Regions from separate parts of the Mus musculus genome. Here region 2 is linked to region 1. Evidence: chromatin contacts called from public HiChIP or PLAC-seq data. All regions are on one chromosome and are shown on one strand. Each heading gives the region's core, a stretch centred on a gene start, on an enhancer-like site or on the middle of the called end of the contact. The rest is flanking DNA. Distances are from core to core; before and after follow the strand shown. Region 1 holds the start of Sardh (sarcosine dehydrogenase). Region 2 holds the start of Vav2 (vav 2 oncogene).

Evidence for each region. HiChIP or PLAC-seq counts read pairs in DNA pulled down with a chosen protein or histone mark.
Region 2: a contact with region 1 is called in an H3K4me3 HiChIP or PLAC-seq map of embryonic stem cells, with 27 read pairs. The contact joins the promoter of Vav2 here to the promoter of Sardh in region 1. A contact is called at or near these places in 4 of 39 promoter capture datasets (the 3T3-L1 cell line, Sertoli cells, embryonic stem cells and 1 more), 1 of 15 datasets of contacts at CTCF or cohesin (embryonic stem cells), 6 of 484 Hi-C or Micro-C datasets (the N1E-115 cell line, bone marrow-derived macrophages, embryonic stem cells and 2 more), 11 of 115 datasets of contacts at active chromatin or transcription factors (the 230-238 cell line, embryonic forebrain, embryonic hindbrain and 7 more) and 4 of 9 other capture datasets (adipose tissue, embryonic stem cells, liver and 1 more).

The regions. Positions count from the first base shown.
Region 1 is chr2:27,244,323-27,250,297 of GRCm38.p6, reverse strand. Sardh (sarcosine dehydrogenase) reads left to right here and starts at 2,995. Exons shown (of 21, transcript NM_138665.2): 1 at 2,995-3,645; 2 at 5,775-5,975. The coding sequence starts at 5,796.
Region 2 is chr2:27,424,760-27,430,734 of GRCm38.p6, reverse strand. Vav2 (vav 2 oncogene) reads left to right here and starts at 3,127. Exons shown (of 28, transcript NM_009500.2): 1 at 3,127-4,459. The coding sequence starts at 4,256.

The sequences.
Region 1 (5,975 bases), core at 1,746-4,245:
CTCCTTACCTCCCTCCCTCCCTCTCTTCCTCTCTCCATCCCTCCCTTCATGTGCCTTTCATGGCCAGGTTCCATCTACTGTCCATGTTCAATTTACTTCTTTCTCTGCTCTGGACGCTCACAGTTACCTCTGGCTGTTCTCTCTCTAATAGCTACACCACGACGCTGTCATGTCAGTTTATACATTCCTCTGAGTGGGTCAGAGAGAGGGCCCATCTTGTTGCTAGTGTCCTCTTTGCAGGGCCACATGTGGAGTTTGGAGAAGACCCTCCCCCCCCCCCCAGCACCTTCTTGCTAGGGACTTGTACCCCCTTAGGGGTGGTCTGCAACCCTTCAGCCCTGCAGGGCTGTTCAGCAGGTAGGAGCCCGCTGGGTTAGAAGGAAGTCTCAGGGTGTTGAGGGCAGGGGAGGCCAGTCTGCCACAAACCTTGCTGAGTTTGTGCACCTGGGTAAGGCTGTGGCCGGGAGCTAGCCCCCCACCCTGGAGAATGGAATCAACGGTGACTCTGCTTGTAGTGTGCTTCCTTCCTGGTGAGCTCCAGTGTCCTCGCCAAAGGAAACTCAACCCCCAAACTCCAAAAGGCAGTCCGAATGTCCAGAAATGAGCTTAACCCAGATATAGGAGGATTTCTGGTGGTTAGATATAAAAGCCAGCATTGCTCAGGAACTTGTGAAGTTGCTTCCCACTTACCCTTCTCTCTGGCAAAAGGGGCCTATGGTTCTCCTGTTAACATATGCCTGTGATGCCTATCAGCTTATCCAGGTCCATGCTAGCCTTTAAGTGCTCTCAACCCCTACTCACAAGTACTTATACATTTCAAAGCTCCCCAGTCCAGCCTACAGGCTCCCTTCCTCCCAGATACCCAATCTTCTTATAACCCCCAAGATCCTCCCCACCCCCTTTTCTACCCACAGGGCTACTTTTGTTTTTTGTAACCATGCCCCTCCCATAAACTAGGAGAGTCAAAAAAAATCAGAAAGTTCTAAGAATGCTATAAAACTGACAGTAGTGTGGGGTGATATGATGGCTTTATTCTCAGTCGCCAACTTGACTATATCTGAAATGAACTGTAATCCAGAAATGACGGCACATCTGTGATCCAGATCTTGAGGCTGAAAGACACGTGCTTTTGATCCAGGTCTTGAGGCAGAGTGGCCATGAAAGCTTAGGACCAGGCAAGGTGGCACATGCCTTTAATCCCAGGAAAAAGAGGCAAGCAGATCTCTGAGTTCAAGGCCAGCCTGGGACAGAGCAAGTTCTAAGAAAGAACGGTTTAAGTGTAGGCATGGTGGTGGCACACCTTTAATCCGAGCCAAATCTTCTGCTGGAGGCCTACATAAGGACATTGGGAGAAGAAAGACTCACTCTTCTTCGCCTGCTTGCAATTATTTGCTAGCACATCTGTTGGAACCTGCTTCTTCAGGATTCCAGCTTACACAGAAGACCAACAGAAACATCCAGCCTCCTGGAACTGAGCAACTACTAGATTCTTGGACTTCCCATTCGCAGCTGCCCATTGTTGGGTTAGTTGGACTGCAGACTGTAAGTCGTTACAATAAATCCCCTTAGACACTCCATAAGTTCTGTGACTCTAGTCTAACAAAGGGGGAATAAGGTGGAATGGGATTGTGGGAGTAGGGCGGGGTGGAGGATGGGATAGGGTAGGTTGGACCACAATTCTGCCTGGTGGCAGGAGAGATGAGGAGAGCAGCCTACATCCATGCCAGTGTCAGAAGGACCTTGCCCTTTAGACCCTGGATATGAGCTGTGCCCTTCAGCACTCATGGGCACAGCCTCCCTCTCCTTGACCTGCGCAGGATAACATGCTGGGGTCAACAACAACTCCTACAGTGCTGACCAGCCACCAGTCCCAGCCTGCAGCCACCACCCCTGTCCAAAGTCCTGGTGATTATGCAACTGTTAGAGTTTGCCTGGCCCAGCCATTGCCCCAGGGCTATATTAACTAGGTGTCTGTCCCTCACACACCACGGAGGCTGGGACACAGAAGAAGGCTTAGGCAAGGTTTTTACCTCCTTCTCTCTAGTCAGCTTGTCTGGTGAGCAGAGCCTGACCTCAGTTTTGTTTGGGTTTGTTGGGATAAGCTACACGTGGGCAGGTCAGGGGTCCCTTATCTCGGGATCCCACATTGTCCCGAAGAAGTCTCATGCTGGTGGGGCCAGCAACCAGCCTCAAGGCAGAGATTGAGACCTTTGGCAACAGTGGTTAACCAGAAAGTTTCTGCTCCCTTTCTGAAATGAGCAGCTCCGTGGGCAGCCATGAGGGGGCCCCTCCCTCCATCTTTGCTTTCTGGTTCATAAGCCCCTGGATGCCAGACCTGGGTTCCCAGGAGCTACTTTGTATGCAGTAGGTGCTCAGTAAATGTACGTTAGAGACAAGCTGACAGCAAGGCACATAGATGGACAGCTCTGTGCCAGTAAAAGTATCTAGTTGTGAATTCCAGCACCCCATCTCTAGTACCTCCTCTGATTCTTTGGATATCCAGAGGTTTTGAAACATACACCTGGAATGGGCACAGACTATGGGCAGCTGCCTGACTTCCTCCATAGCCTGTCTGATCCCAGGAGTGAGCAAGCTGGGGTTGGAAACATAGACTAGTGCCAAGATGATCTCACCAGGGGCCTCAAGTCTACCTACACAGCCAACTACAGATGGAGCTGGCTTCGGGGGTGGGGAACCAGGGTAGGCAAGGTTGGGAAGGCAGGATGCCCAGGGTCATCACAGCAGTATGGAGACCCCTGGATTAGAGATGAGGAAGGAAATACGAGAAAGAGGTCATCCACAGAGCTGGGCTCTGGTTTCACAGTCCTTCTCTGCTGGCCAGCCAGGAGAACTGCCCACTTGGCAGCTGTCCCAGCTGGGTTGTCCAGGAAGCTGGGGTGGTGGGAGGAACATTCCTGCCCCGGTTGTAGTCCGGACCAGCAGCAAGGGAGTGGGTGGCTTGTTCAGCTAGACCCAGATGCAGCCTGGGAAAGAAGGGAGGGGCAGTGTCCCCGACAGCCCCTTCATGGGCAGGGTTGGAGCTAGCTGCTTGCTAGCTGGGACCTCCCTCTTCTTCTGGTTGAAAGACCGTGGAGTAGATGGGACGGCCATGGATAACTGTGGGAGGGCAGGAGGGGGGGTCCCTTATGAGAGGGCTCTGCAGAGTGTCTTCCCCTCTTGGGCTCTTTCTCATACCCTTCTAGTGCTGCCTTAAAAAAGGGCCCTGTGTCTGAGGCCTCAGGTCTGTGACTGAGTTCTCATTCCCTGTGTCCTGTGCCCTGGCCCTTGGAAAGCTGAGGGAGAGAGCTGCAGAGGCCAGAGGGCAGGTTAATGAAGTACCTGTTCTGAAGGAGGAGGAGCAGGCTGGGGGCCTGGCTGCCCCACCCCCCACCCCTGCTCTGACTAGCTGGGCTGGCAAGGAAGGAGCACGTGGCAGCTCCTTGGGCCAGCAGCATTGGCACTGGGCATAGTTTGCAGAGGAAGGAGGCTCCTCTGGCATGTATGCAGTGCCTGGCATGGTGTCCTAAGGTAGAGGCACTGTTTGGACTTGCAGAGCCCCGATTGGATCCATATCATGCTGACTTTTCCTTGCTAGGAACCTCTCAGGAGCTTCTGGAAGACCAAGGAACCCATTGAAAGACTAAGGTATGTATAGATCCCTGCTGACAGGAATACCTTCCTGTCTCATTCATGGAAACCACAGAAGACTTGACAGCTGTCACTGTAGGGATGGGGATGGCTCAAGAGACTGTAAGGACAAGGACAGCTCCTGCCTGAAAATCCAACCCCTCCCCACTCCAGAGGTTGCTCAGAGTATAGACCCCTTGGAGTCGGGTACCGAGGTGGGTGGCTTGACTCTGACCCATTCTTAACCCTACTGTGCTCAGTGAGGGTTCACCGTGGTCACAAGTGGGACATGGTGACACCGAGGGTCCCAATCTGCAGGCTGGGAGGGAACAGGGGAGTATTTGGCTTTCAGATCACAGCGCAGTTTGTTCAGTGCGGCCAAACAGAGGCCCATGACAGACGCTTCCCTTACTTCAGTCTCGTCCCTAAAGTGGAGACAAAAGTCAGGGGAGCCAGCCCAGTCTGTGGGAGTGAGTTAATACACAGAGCTTGTCACCCACAGTGGATGATGAAAGCGACTTTCTCGGTTAACTAGACACTGAGTTCCCAAGTAACAGTCTTTAATACTAAAGAAGCCAGCCCCACTCAGCCAAAGCCTTTGCTTTGACTGCTGATCCCAGGAAAGAGCGTGAGAGATCCCTTGGAGGCATCTTTCTTTCTTCCCTGGTCTGGGAGGAATCCCAGACTCTAAGCACCATCAATCCTGGTAGATCTTTTTTCTTTCTCTCTCTCTCTTTCTTTCTTTCTTTCTTTCTTTCTTTCTTTCTTTCTTTCTTTCTCTCTCTCTCTCTCTCTCTCTCTTTCCTTCCTTCCTTCCTTCCTTCCTTCCTTCTTTCTTTCTTTCTTTCTTTCTTTCTTTCTTTCTTTCTTTCTTTCTCTCTCTCTTTCTTTCTTTGGTGTGCATGGGTCGGTGTGAGACAGGGTTTCTCTGTGTAGCCCTGGCTGTCCTGGAACTCACTCTGTAGACCAGGCTGGCCTCAAACTCAGATCTGCCTGCCTCTCCCTCCCAAGTGCTGGGATTAAAGGCGTGTGCCATCACCACCTGGTTTCCTGGTAAAGTCATGTTATTACATTTTGATGAATAGGGAGATGGGGCAGGGGTGGGCTTTCTGAAGGAAGGGCTCTTGATGACCCCTTAAGGGCAGCTGAAAGGACTCTGGAGGGGACAGAGAGAAGTGAGACCCCTTAAGCCAGTACCAAGTCCCATCTGAAATCCTGACTGGGGGTGGGTATCTATACACCACAGCCTCCACTGGCTTTTATTGGGAGCCACTGAAGGAGAAATAGCTTAAGTGGTGTTGAGTGGGGATTGTCTTGAAGGACTACCCAAGGGTCTTGTCTGGGTCTATTGCCATCTCCAGTTTGGGGCTTTTGCCCCATTGCTCCTCCATGGCTACCTACCTCTGCCTGGATCTTCCTGTGTACAAGTGACCCCACACATTCCTGTCAATGTGGTCTTGCTTCCTCTGGGGCTGCAATTTTTCCCTCCAACCCTTGCTCAGCAGCCCTAGGGCCTTGGTCTACCTCAGAGCGGCCCTGAACATGCTCAGGAAGCTCTGATATGTACTCACCAGGCTCTGGATGGTCCCACTCCCATATCATGCTATCTCTGTCCCTAATGCTCCTGAGAGGACATTCAGTGCCCCTCCAAGGACCCTCATGCCTATCCCTCTATCCTCAGATGCCCTTTCTCTCTGGATCACCACTCTCTCTTAGGCCTCATTCTGAATATCTCCCAGTTGGGCCATCCCCACCTCTCTGACACCTTCCTATCCAAAACTGTCTTCCCTGAGGCCAGCTAGAGCCTGCTGGAGAGTGAATGGAGTAGTGATGGGGGATGGGGGAGTGAGTGAGTGAGCAAATGGGGAGTGGGTTAGTGAATGAATGAGTGGGGAGTCCATGAGTGAATGGGGGAATGGGGAGGGAGGAGTCAATGGGGGAGAGAGGGAGTGAATGGGGGAGGGAGGGAGTGAATGGAGGGGTGAATAGCTGAGAGGGGGAGTGGGGGAGTAAGTAAACACACATCACAGGGAAGCAGCAGAAAGGAGGCCAAGGATGTAACAGGGGAACCTCAGGTCCATGGGCTTAACCCCCACAATGTCTGCACTGCACCCCATCCAACCTGACTCTCTTGTTGCTTCCCCAAGGTACAGGAGCCCTAAGTCCCCATGGCTTCACTGAGCCGGGTCCTACGTGTAGCTGCCACCTGTCCTCGAGGGAGAGCTGCTTGGAATCTGGGGCTACAACCCCTAGCCACAGAGGCCAGGCCCACCACCGAGAAGAGTGTTCCTTATCAGCGGACCCTGAAGGAGGAGGCCCAAGGTGCCTCCGTGGTGCCCCAAGGACCA
Region 2 (5,975 bases), core at 1,878-4,377, 180 kb before region 1:
CCACTTCCCCTTCTCCGGAAAGGAAGCCAGGGCGCAGTCAGTATGGTCCAGTTGGTAGGTTGCGTGGGTGGATGCAGGTAATAAGTGGGTGGGTAGGAGTGGGGCAGGTAGTGATGGACAGGTGGGAGGCTGGCCTGAGCCATGTGAAAGGAAAGACAGAGGGAAGGGACACGGGAGGGCTGAGCAGGGGAATGAAGGACTAAGTAGATCAGAGGCTAAGTATCCAAAGGGCCAGGTAGATGGATTGAGGGACCAGTAAAAAGATGTAAAAAAAGGTTCAGGGCTGTAGACCAGGTGGTAGAGAAAAGGAAGGCCAATGCTGGTATTCCTTTGAATTCGAAGCCTTGCTGGACCCTGTGAGCGAGAGACCTTCGATGGTGGCCTTTTTGATGAAAAGCACAGAGAGCATGCAATGTGTCTGGGTGTTTGTTGGGGACACATGAACCAAGAGTCAAAATGACTGGTCTGGAGGGGAGGCCCTCAGTTTCTGGGACAGTCCAGTGTCTGTAGATGCTTTCTCTGAGGCAGCTGTGTGCTCAGAGGTACTTGCGATCTGGTCAGAGACCTGTCCTGGCGTTGCCAGGTGACCAGTGTTTCACCGTGGGGGTCGTTGGGACACTGCAGGAGCCCTGGAGGGCAGAGACAGGTTGTGTTCTGTGATTTCTCTCCTGCTGACACCTAAGCCTTACGGTCAGGTCAGCCTGGAGTAAAAACAAACAGCTCTGCTGGGAGCAATGGGAAAATGGACTCCATGTTGAGAACCTAGTTCAAATCCATTTTCTGCTAGCCAGAGTCTTGGTCAAGTCTCTCTCTGGTAGAAGAATTCTAGGCAGATAAACTGGAAGTGCAAAAAACTAGGAGCGGCATAGAAGATGCAGCCAGAGAAGGAAGCTGTGTCATAGGGGGTTTGCACGGCAGAGATTCTGCCATTTTTTTTTTCCTTTTTCCTTTCCTTTAAGACAGTGGTTCTCAACCTTCTTAATGCTGTGACCCTTTGTTTCTTTTCTTTTCTTTCTTTCTCTTTTTTCTTTTTGTTTTTTCGAGACAGGGTTTCTCTGTGTAGCCCTGGCTGTCCTGGAACTCACTTTGTAGACCAGGCTGGCCTCGAACTCAGAAATCCGCCTGCCTCTACCTCCCGAGTGCTGGGATTAAAGGAGTGCGCCACCACACCCGGCTTGCTGTGACCCTTTAATACAACTGTATTGAACACAACCTCATGTTGTGGTGACCTCTAACCATAACATTATTTTTCACTGCAATTATATTATGTTACATCAAAACTAATTTTTGTTACTGTTATGATTCATGATGTAAATATCCGTGTCTTTGAATGGTCTTAGGCAACCTAGCCCCAAGGGGTCCAGACCCACAGGTTGAGAATCGCTGCTGTAAGGGCTAGAGATGGGGCCTCATGCTTGTCAAACAGTGTTCTTTTAAAGAGCCCTAGGCCTAAAGATTTTATCTTTAGAGAGCTGAGTACCACAAAGGGCTTGTTTTGTGCTGTCACAGAGTGACAGGGTTGCATCTAGATTTGGTTCGGTCCTTGCTGGCTGTGGAGGGCAGACTGAAAGGCAAGGTAGAAGCGGGCTGCTGAGGAACCCAAGGGGAGGAACATAGACCTTGGTGGTGGCAGAGCTGGCAGTGCTCAGAATCTGAAACTTGCTGGCAAATTAGAAGTGGGGAGTTAACATCAGAGTCCATAAAAGAATACGCTGTAGCTGACCAGCTCATGACTGGGAAGACAGAGATGTTTAGTTCCGTTATGATGTAGAACTGCCTCTGGACGAGGCCTGGCTCTCCATAGCCATGCTTGCCCCTATCCCGTAAGAGCTCCCAGGAGACCTGCTACCCCTTTCCAGGGGCATTCTTCTCTGAAGCCTCGTGCATGGTTAGTTGGTGGCCCACTTCCCACATCCCAGACATGTGGCTGGGGTTGACAGTTCCTACCTCAGGGTTTCGTCTGCTCAGTTCACTGCAGAGCTCTGGTATTCAGCACAAGTGGCTTTCAGTGGTGCTCATGACCAAAGTGGGGAGGTACACTTCTCTTGGACACTTCCAGAGGGCAATCCTGGTGAACAGTTCTGGGCTGAGAGAATGGGTGAGGAGAAAGATCCCCTTTACCAGTCCTCCGCATGTTTGTTTTGAGCTCGTGAACTCTGACCTACACATGCACAACAGACACCTGGAATACTTCCCACCCAGCTTTTCTTCATTCATCCTTTCTATTATTTCCGAGATGAGTGATGTCCCCACTAGCCAGATAAGGAATTGGGTACCAGAGAGTTCTGCTGGTGCCAGGAGGCCTGGATCTTCTGACTTGGAGGACTGACATGCTAACTCCACTATATGCTCTGCACTACAGCCCCTCAAAGACAGACAGACCCCTCTTTTGTAGCATCTAGGCTGTCAGCTGATGCCATTGCCCTCAAGACCACCAGGGGGCAGCAGACGAACGCTTGATTGGATGGCAAAATTCGTTTGTCCTAGACCTGGTCTTAGCTTCTGATGAGGCAGGAAGGCTGGAGTGCTGGGAGCACAGAGGCCTCTTTTCTGTGAGAGAGCTCCCTGGGTACACACGCCAAGGCATGAATGCAGCAGCATTTAGCAGGGTGCTTTGCTTTCAGCTTTGCAATCTCCTTTCTTTCCTTCTTTCTTTTTCCTCCCTTTGGTGCAGGGTGTTGAATGACTCTTAGGGAGATGCTGGAGGGTCTGCCTGTAGCCCTGTGCTTTGGACGATTTAACCCCCAGTCCGCAGGAGGTCCTTCCCCTGAAGCTATTCAGAGGTGAAGTAGAGGGGCTGAAGGCTCTACCTGGCTTCTCTGCCGGATCTCTAGGATTAGGGTTCATGCTTCCTCCTTAGGTGGGGCAGGTGATGGGACTTCCTGCAGAGAGAGGCCTTTCTGGGAGGGACTTCCCTGGGTGCAGGGGACAGATCTGTCATCCTTCCCTGGCCCAGGTAAACTGAGAGAGGCAGGGGCTGACAGAACACCGCCCACAAAAGCTCGGCTCTTGGAAACTGGTCACTTTCCTCTCTTCTAGCTCCCTTTCATGACACCAGTCTCATAGAAGACTTGGCTTTGTGGGGTTCCCTTCTTCTTTACCAAGAACCCACAGCTCCTGATACTGTCCAGAGCAAATTAATTTTAATCACAAAAATCAGTTATTTATGCTTTTGAAGTCCCTCCCACTGTCACAATGTCCTCAGGACACAACACGGTCTATCTCTCCAGCACCTCCCACTAGACAATCAAGGGGGCTGAAAGTGAAGGATTTTTTTCCCCCTCTCTCCGTTATTGTGGAGGCGGAGTGTCTTGCGGACCCTGGCAAGGACAGAGGACTGGAAGAGGCCATAGGGGCGTAGGGTGTGTAGGCCAGCCTGGTTCGCGTTCTGGGGTCTATCTTTGCCGAAAGACCCTGCAAGGGCACCCAGCGTTACCGCGGTCATCTTCTAGTCTCTTCTGCCGTGCGGCGGCCTCATCGCACCGCAAGAAAGACCTCCAGCCTCCACGTGCACCTAGGGAAAGTCGTGGGCGGGGAGCCTGCTCAGGAGCCCCGCCTTCCTCAACTTTCGCTGGCGGCCCAGGGGCAGGAAGTGGGAGGACGGGTTGGAGGCGGTGCTTGGGTCTCCGGGGAGGTGCCGGGTGAAGGTGCCAGCTCCGCCCCCGGCCCCGCCCGGCCGTGGCCGCGCCCCCTGCACCCCCAGCGCCTAGGAGCCGCGGAGCCTCGGAGTCCCAGTGCCCCGCGAGTGGCGTAGAGCCCGCGGGCCCGGCGAACAAAGCGACGGTGGAGCGAGCAGCTCAGGCGCCGGACGCAGGGAGCGAGCGACCCGCTGCGCCTTTGTCTCGGGTGGGGCAGGAGCGGTGGCCGAAGCGGGGCGCCCGGAGCTCAGAATGCGGCGCCCAGAGGGGCGGATCGAGAAGCGCTGCGACTGCAGGAGGCGTGGAGCCCCGGCCGGAGCACGAGCGGACTTGTGTGTGTGAAAGAGGGACCCCGCACGCTGCCCCGCGAGCGCCGGTTGGCCGCACGTGGGCGGGAGCGGCGGCCGGCTAGTAGCCCGAAGAGGAGGAGGAGGAAGAGGAGGGCCGTGCGGCCGCGCAGCGGGGACCCGGGGCCGCCTGCGCGAAGCCCCGCCCCGGCGGCCGAGCCCCGCGCGGGCGGGCGGGATGCCCCGCGGTCACCGCACTTTGGCCGGAGCGCTACCCTGAGCCAGCTGGCCAGCGGCCGCAGCGGCGAGCGCACAGGCGCCGCGGGCGCCATGGAGCAGTGGCGGCAATGCGGCCGCTGGCTCATCGACTGCAAGGTCCTGCCGCCCAACCACCGCGTCGTGTGGCCCTCGGCGGTGGTCTTCGACCTGGCGCAGGCGCTGCGCGACGGCGTCCTTCTGTGCCAGCTGCTGCACAACCTCTCCCCCGGTTCCATCGACCTTAAGGACATCAACTTCCGGCCGCAGATGTCCCAGGTGAGGGTCCCGGCACTGCAGGAGGGACTCGGGTGTGCGATCTGAGGGGCGCATTGACTGGAGCGTGGGCCGCGGGAGGCCCAGGTTCTCTGGCCGGAGCTTCTGGCTCAGGGGTCAGTGCAGAGCAGGTCACATCCCGGTCTCCTCTTCCCGCTCTAGAGAGCGGCGGTCCCCGAAGGCGCGAAGTTGGCTAAAGTCCCCCAGTCTAGGGCGCGCTACCACCGCCGCGGGAACGGTTTGTGTGCGCCGGCTCCCCAGTCTACGGCTGCCTGGTGGAGGGCGACTCCAGCCTCGGTGTAACGCCCAGCACTGCAGTGTTGCGTCTAGGCCCGGGTCCCCGAGTGTCCCTTCCAACCGGGTGCGTGCCACGCTGGGGGTCACGTCCCCGGCTGCGTGCCAGACGACCGGAGCCCATGGAGGTTGAGTTGGAGCCGTTGAAGGATGAGGTGGAGTGGTGGCTACTGTTACCCGCAGCTCGGCGGAGGGGCCGGGCCGGGTGGGGTGCTACGGCCGGAGGGAGCGGGAGGGCCGGGCGCCGCCCCCTCTCTGGCCTGCGCCTCCTCCCGGACCCCAGCCCAGGACCAGCTGCCTCGGGGGCCTTCCTGGATAGCCTCTGGGTTGGAGTCTTCTTCGCCTTCTCATTGCCCCCACTTCGGTGGTCGCTCCAGTGTGGCCTTTGTGGAGGCCAAGACACGCGTTTGGCCGCAGGGCAGGGCAGGGCAGGGCAGGAAAATGTCCGCTCTGCTGGCTGAAGCTGCTTTTCTTGGCCCCTTGAAGGGAACTTGGCCGAGAGTTAAGCAAATTCGAGGCATGTGGCCCGCCCTTCGGGGGTCGCTCTTTAAAGGGATCTGGGAGGTGGAGAGAAGAGTTAGGCAGCTCTAGTTCAGCCGGGTACTGTCCAGGTGCGACCCGCCCACTTCGAAACTCCTAGTGGACGCCGGGAATTCTCTTCTAGGACTGTGGGAAACGCGATGACTCCGAGAGTCACTAATCCTAATATTCTGGCGGGTTTCACCCCTCCCCCTAAAGCCCTTTGGCTGTGTCTGCCTTTCCATAGAGATGAGGCCAGCCGATTCCTGTTTGACAAAGGAGAGCCCCTGGAGGGAAAGAGAGAGGGTTGTCCTCCTGCTTGATACCAGTACCCCAGCAGCCCAGAGAGCCAGAGAGGGAGATTTCAGGGTCTGTCTTGCATCTGGAGTCCTGCAAGATCTGAGTGTGCCCAAGTAGCACACTTAAATGGTTGCTGTAGGGAGAACTTTTTCTTTCTTTCTTTTTTTTTTTTTTTTTTTTTTTTTTTTGATTTTTCGAGACAGGGTTTCTCTGTGTAGCCCTGGCTGTCCTGGAACTCACTCTGTAGACCAGGCTGGTCTCAACTCAGAAATCCTCTACCTCCCGAGTGCTGGGATTAAAGGCGTTTGCCACCATGCCCAGCTATAGGGAGGACTTTCACAGACCTGGAGGTGTGACCCTTCTCCCCAAAGTTGGGGCTGGGAGACTGCGGTGTTTTTAACCCCTT